Regions from separate parts of the Rattus norvegicus genome. Here region 1 is linked to region 2. A link is a contact called in public Hi-C data. All regions are on one chromosome and are shown on one strand. Each heading gives the region's core, a stretch centred on a gene start, on an enhancer-like site or on the middle of the called end of the contact. The rest is flanking DNA. Distances are from core to core; before and after follow the strand shown.

What was found. A called contact is a pair of places that touch in the nucleus more often than the background predicts.
Region 1: a Hi-C map of psoas muscle shows a contact between it and region 2, with 7 times the contacts expected there. The contact joins two enhancer-like sites. A contact is called at or near these places in 2 of 12 Hi-C or Micro-C datasets (hepatocytes and psoas muscle).

What each region holds. Positions count from the first base shown.
Region 1 is chr13:67,977,268-67,979,992 of GRCr8, forward strand. The region is part of intron 1 of Lamc1 (laminin subunit gamma 1); the gene reads right to left. It also overlaps the pseudogene LOC134481569. Among named protein-coding and RNA genes, the nearest start is that of Lamc1, 73 kb to the right of the region's middle. Within about 2 kb of position 1,379, at least 34 of the 93 cell types and tissues checked have an H3K27ac peak or open chromatin away from gene starts, as enhancers often do.
Region 2 is chr13:67,838,118-67,840,817 of GRCr8, forward strand. It overlaps Lamc2 (laminin subunit gamma 2), which reads right to left. Exons shown (of 24, transcript NM_001100640.2): 22 at 1,654-1,812; 23 at 1,464-1,563. Among named protein-coding and RNA genes, the nearest start is that of Lamc2, 55 kb to the right of the region's middle. Within about 2 kb of position 1,359, at least 18 of the 93 cell types and tissues checked have an H3K27ac peak or open chromatin away from gene starts, as enhancers often do.

The sequences.
Region 1 (2,725 bases), core at 129-2,628, 140 kb after region 2:
TCTCTGTCTGTCTGTCCTTCCTCCTGCCTGCCCTCCCTCTATCTTACCAGATTCCCCACCTCTTACTCGGTCCGTCTTATATTCCGCACTGGCAAAGTAAAAACTAACTCATTGGTAGGCAGATAGAAAATAAGTCCAGGTTCTGATGTCCGATCTAGGGAGTCTGCCCCACTATCGTTTCATCATGGGATCAAGCAAAACTAGACACTATGCCTTTAAGCCAGATCGGATGACTGAGGAAATCCTAAATTCTGAATGCATCACCTCCTCCATCTCCTGCCATTACCATGGCATTAAGAAGACGACAAGCCATGGGTACACGCACCCTACAGAAATACTTAGACAAGCCATGGGTACACACACCCTACAGAAATACTTAGACAAGCCATGGGTACACACACCCTACAGAAATACTTAGACAAGCCATGGGTACACGCACCCTACAGAAATACTTAGACAAGCCATGGGTACACACACCCTACAGAAATACTTAGACAAGCCATGGGTACACACACCCTACAGAAATACTTAGACAAGCCATGGGTACACGCACCCTACAGAAATACTTAGACAAGCCATGGGTACACGCACCCTACAGAAATACTTAGCTTCTGAGAGTTCTGCTGCCCCACTTCCTCCCCTTGTACGTTTTTCCCTTAAACAAACAAATAAACAAACAAACAAAAACACCCTCAAGTGCAGATGTTTAGAATGAAACACTCAAAATTAATTCATATTTTCTGCTCTGAATCCTACAGTCCACGCTGCTGAAGGGATGAGACAAGAGGAGCGGCTGTCTGAACAATGGGAACGCAGCCATGCTTCCAGCAGGGCCAAGCCAAGGAATTCTGCTCCAGCCTCCTACATGGTAAAGTATTTCTAATCTCCCTGAGTAGGGAGAAGCTCTTCCTGTCTTGGAGTTGGATGCAAACACTGACTGCCGGGGAACATAAACGTCTCTCTGTTATGTGCGGTTCAGAAGAATTCCATGAGGACTTTGTGAAACAACTGCCCTTACAGTTCACTGAAGAATGACAACGGTCATACAGGACTTTCCAGGATTCCAAAGTGCCTTCCAAGGGCTGAATCAGAACAAAGAAGCACATGAGGTGCCACGGGGTTCACTACTGAACGGACAGGCTAACTCTCTAGAAATCAGAAACTCAGCACTCTCTCTGAAGTCAAGTGTGACACCAAGACAGTTGCACAACCGTCCATCAGAGATGGTGTGTGTTTAGGCTACTAACTAGGACTCTCCAAACAGTTAACACAAACAGTAGACGCAGAAAGCAACTGTTTGAAAACGTTCTCAGGGCTGTGAGCGGCGAGTTCCCAGGACAACATGTCCAGCTGCACACCAGCTGTCACTGTCGCACCTCAGCGATGACTACACAGAAACACAGCCCAGCCAATCCACACAGTCCAGAGCCAAGCCAGGGCTGGGATTTGGGATCTTCGAGCCAACCCACTAGAAACCACTAGAACAGTTAAGCACACCCAGGATGTGCTGAGGTGACCCCAGTGAGTTCAGCACGGTCATCCCTACTACCGAGAACTTGGTCCTGGGGGCCTGAGTGAAGAGCTGGGCTCTTTCTACTGCCTTAGGCATCATCTTTCAAATAGAATATTGAAAGAGAGGAAGGAGGGGAAGAGGAAAAGGGGGAGGGGGGGAGCAAGTCATTTCTTTCCCTTAGATTTCAGCAACCGTTCATGATCTTACCCTTTGTCAAGTAACCAAATACTATCAGAAAAAAAGGCGTAGCCCCACAGACAGTACATTTAAACTACTACAATTCACAAACAGGACAACCTCAACAGTTTTCTAGCAAACAGTAATCTTCAACTAAACTTATTATAACAAAAAAACAATGGAGCTTTTTTTTTTTTGGTTCTTTTTTTTCGGAGCTGGGGACCGAACCCAGGGCCTTGCGCTTCCTAGGCAAGCGCTCTACCACTGAGCTAAATCCCCAGCCCCACAATGGAGCTTTCAAGTTGAGAAAGTCTCCTCTCAAATGCAGGGCCCAGGCCTTCAGTGGTCTTTATTTTCCAAGTGTGTGTAATGAGCTCTTCCTGTCATGTGTGTGCCACACTAAATGCAAAGACAGAATATGGAAAGATAAATTATTTAGATTTCTCTTCTAAAAATTAATCTACACACCAAAGGCTATCTAGAAGAACAATGGCACCGGTCAGTGTGGAGCTAAAGAGAAGAATGTGTTTTTGAAGTCGATGATTGGGTTTTGGAGATGAAAACATCCCAATTTCTAAGGGAATTAGATTTTTCCATAAAGTATCAAACTTAAAGTTTTGGTAAAGGACACAATTCTGCCCTCTCCCTACTGTTCTGCCCAAAACCACCTGGTACCATCCGAAGAACAGAATCTTCAAAGGCTCCATATCCTCCAGTAAACTGGAAGAACACGCTATTGTGACTCGACCTGTTTATTCGACATGGCCACGTTCGTCAGACAGCCACTGCACAGACAGAGAGACTTCTTAACTAACATTAAAGTGTCAACCATGCTTGGAAGGTCATTTAAAATAGGTGCAAATCGCCATCAGAGACTGACATTTTCCATTACAAAACATCAGATATATTTATCCTAATCCGGGTACCTCCTCTGCCACTTCATGTTATAGGTTCAGCAAAAGAGATTAGATCACCAAGTGAAAGTCCAAGCCAAGCGCTGGCCGGACACATGGCTGATTAACCATCATGCTTACA
Region 2 (2,700 bases), core at 109-2,608:
ATCTCCCAGAATGCTAACGAGACTTAAATGGCCATGCCCCGAGAACTCTGGCACAGTACCTGACAGGTAGTAAATGGTTAGCACTCCCCACTCCCCTCCCTCCCACTCATGTTCCCTTTAAAGGCTCCATTGATTTCATTACCGGGTTTTTAGAATGCTAAGCCACTGCTAAAATCTCAACTGGGGAGATCGTATCTTTAATCTTTAGAGGGCATTTTACTCTCCGGGTCTTACGGGATCACAAACAGACCCATTAGTGCAACAGCACAGACAATACTGGCCTGTCAGTGTGACAATAATCCTCTTCCACAGGGCAATCAGGTATTGGAATTGTTCTACTGAACCGGTGAGACACAGCTAAGGCTTCTCCTGGATGTCATGGGAATACGTGACCCAGTTCCTAGTTCCTATCCACTGCAGTCTCCGTTGATGAGGGAACCCTATTAACTACTTAGATTTCAATGTTTTAAACAAGTATTTATATGTGCATATGCACGCATGCGTGCATGCGTGTGTGTGTGTGTGTGTGTGTGTGTGTGTGTGTGTATGTGTGTGTACTCGCAAGCGTGTATGTGTGTTCATGTTCTACATGTACATGGGTGCCCGTGGAAGCCAGGGAGGATAGCTATCAGATGCCCCTGTAGTAGAGTTACAGATGCCCGACATGAGTCCTGGGAACAAAAAAGGGATCCTCTTGAAGAAAAAACAAATGTCGCTGGACAGGGAGCCATCTCTGCAGCCCCCAGATTTAGCCCTTTAATTAGCATCAGTTTTCTTTGGGTAACAACTATGGGGAAACCGACTCCCTGTCATACTGTGTTAGGAAATCTCTTCTATCCCCAAATCCACAGTATCTCCTGCTCTTAGCACATTTCCTCCAGGTTATTTATCCAAGAGGATCCTCTTTTCCCAGTTGGTCGTAATAGGTATAGGTTGGTTTAGGGAGGAATTTGTCAAATTCAGCAGATGGTCCTTTGGACTAAGGCAGCCCATGGCTCCTCGCCTTTCCCTCCCCACTTCTCCTGCCTCATAACTGGCTCCAGTCTGCTTTCAACAGTTCCCACATGGCCTTCTTTGCCTCTAAGCCCCCCTCAACTTCTCCTCTCTAGTGCAGTGATGCGGTTACTCTCCTCCTTAAAACTGCCCAGGGGCTCCCTCAGACTCAAGACCAGACTCCTCGGCAAGACCCTCAAGCTGACCAAGCTTCTGGGAATTTCCTGGAACACACCCAGTGCTCTGACTCACAGATCTTCACTTCCAGATTACAACTGTTCCGTGACTCATCTTAGAGATGGTAAAACAGAGAAAATGTATTGCAACCTGGCCCAAGTGTCTGGGCCCTGAGACAAAGCAGATTTCCAGATGGTCTCAAGGAAAGTTGAGATCCCCATCCATCCCGACTAAGAATATCGAGTCCTCTGGGGACAGTCCCGGGGCTGGAACGCTGTGGCTGCTCCACAGACCTATTAGGCGCAGGATGCCTTCCAATGTGTTGAGCGTGTCTTGGATCGTAACTCCCGTGCTCTTGGCTCTGGCATCAGCTTGCTGGGCTTCAGTAATCACCTGAGGACAAGTGAGCACAAAGGTGTTCTGAGAGGTTCTTTTTGTCTTGGCAACTAAAGAGAGCTCACGTGGGAAAACACCGGCACTCACCAGCTGCAAGGAGTCTTTATCCGTGTGGAACTCAAGCTCCTTCCTGGCCAACTCCCCTTCCACCTCTCTCATCTCGCTCTTCAGAGTGGCCAGTCCCTTTTCCATGGCCAAGGCCCCATCTGCTGTCACATTGGCTTCCAAGTTCAGACTCCCTATCTCCTGGGAGAATAAAAAGGAGCCAGGGACGGAAGGAGAGGGAGGGTGAGGCTCAAAACATCCCAAGGACAATTGTAGAAAAAATACAGCTGTGCCTGGCCCTGATGGAGCAAAGTCAGATGAACAATGAGGGAGTCAGACTTGGGGTCACGCCCTTCCCCAGGCTGGCCCTCAAGCAAGTTAGTTCTAGGTTAGCTCTCTAGAGACTAGGAGGGTCAGTGCAGAAACACTGGTTCCCTTTCAGTTCAGGGCCTAGAAAAATTTTAACACAATCAGGAAAGCATTTGAGCAAATCCAGAGGGCAAGAAACATCATTCTCTGACACTCACAGTCTTTATTGCCCTGGTCTTTGGAACAGCTTTACAAGGATTTCCCCAAGACGGTTATACTTGGAATACCGACCTTGAATTAGCTATACTGGTGGGTTTGTCTTTGCAGGGAAAAAGCTCATCAATACCTTTATCGATCAGCTATAATTAAACAATTGCAGGTGTCTTTATGTTAGATGCCATATAAAGGAAGGTTTATCAAACTGTCCTCAAGGAGAATTATTAGGACTTATTTCTGTAGGTTACCAAGTAGTCTAAAAGTGAGGTTGAATAGTCTAGATGCCCAAGACTTCTTGAATTCCTGGAGAGGCACCAGCTTCCTAGAAGTAAGCATGAAGGAGCTCTCTCTCAGCCAAAGAAGCATTGCTTCACTGTAGCTCTAAGCACAGCGTAGCTGGCTACCCCAGTTCTCTGAAGTGCTCCTTCAAGCAAGGAACTAGATAGTTCTTATCTCTGTCCCTAGTACCATGCAGGCACCGTGGAGGACAGACTAAAATGAGGCTGAGCTGAGACATAGGTTATAGAAGGCTCTAGAGCTCAGGGATTTCATACCAAGAATCAA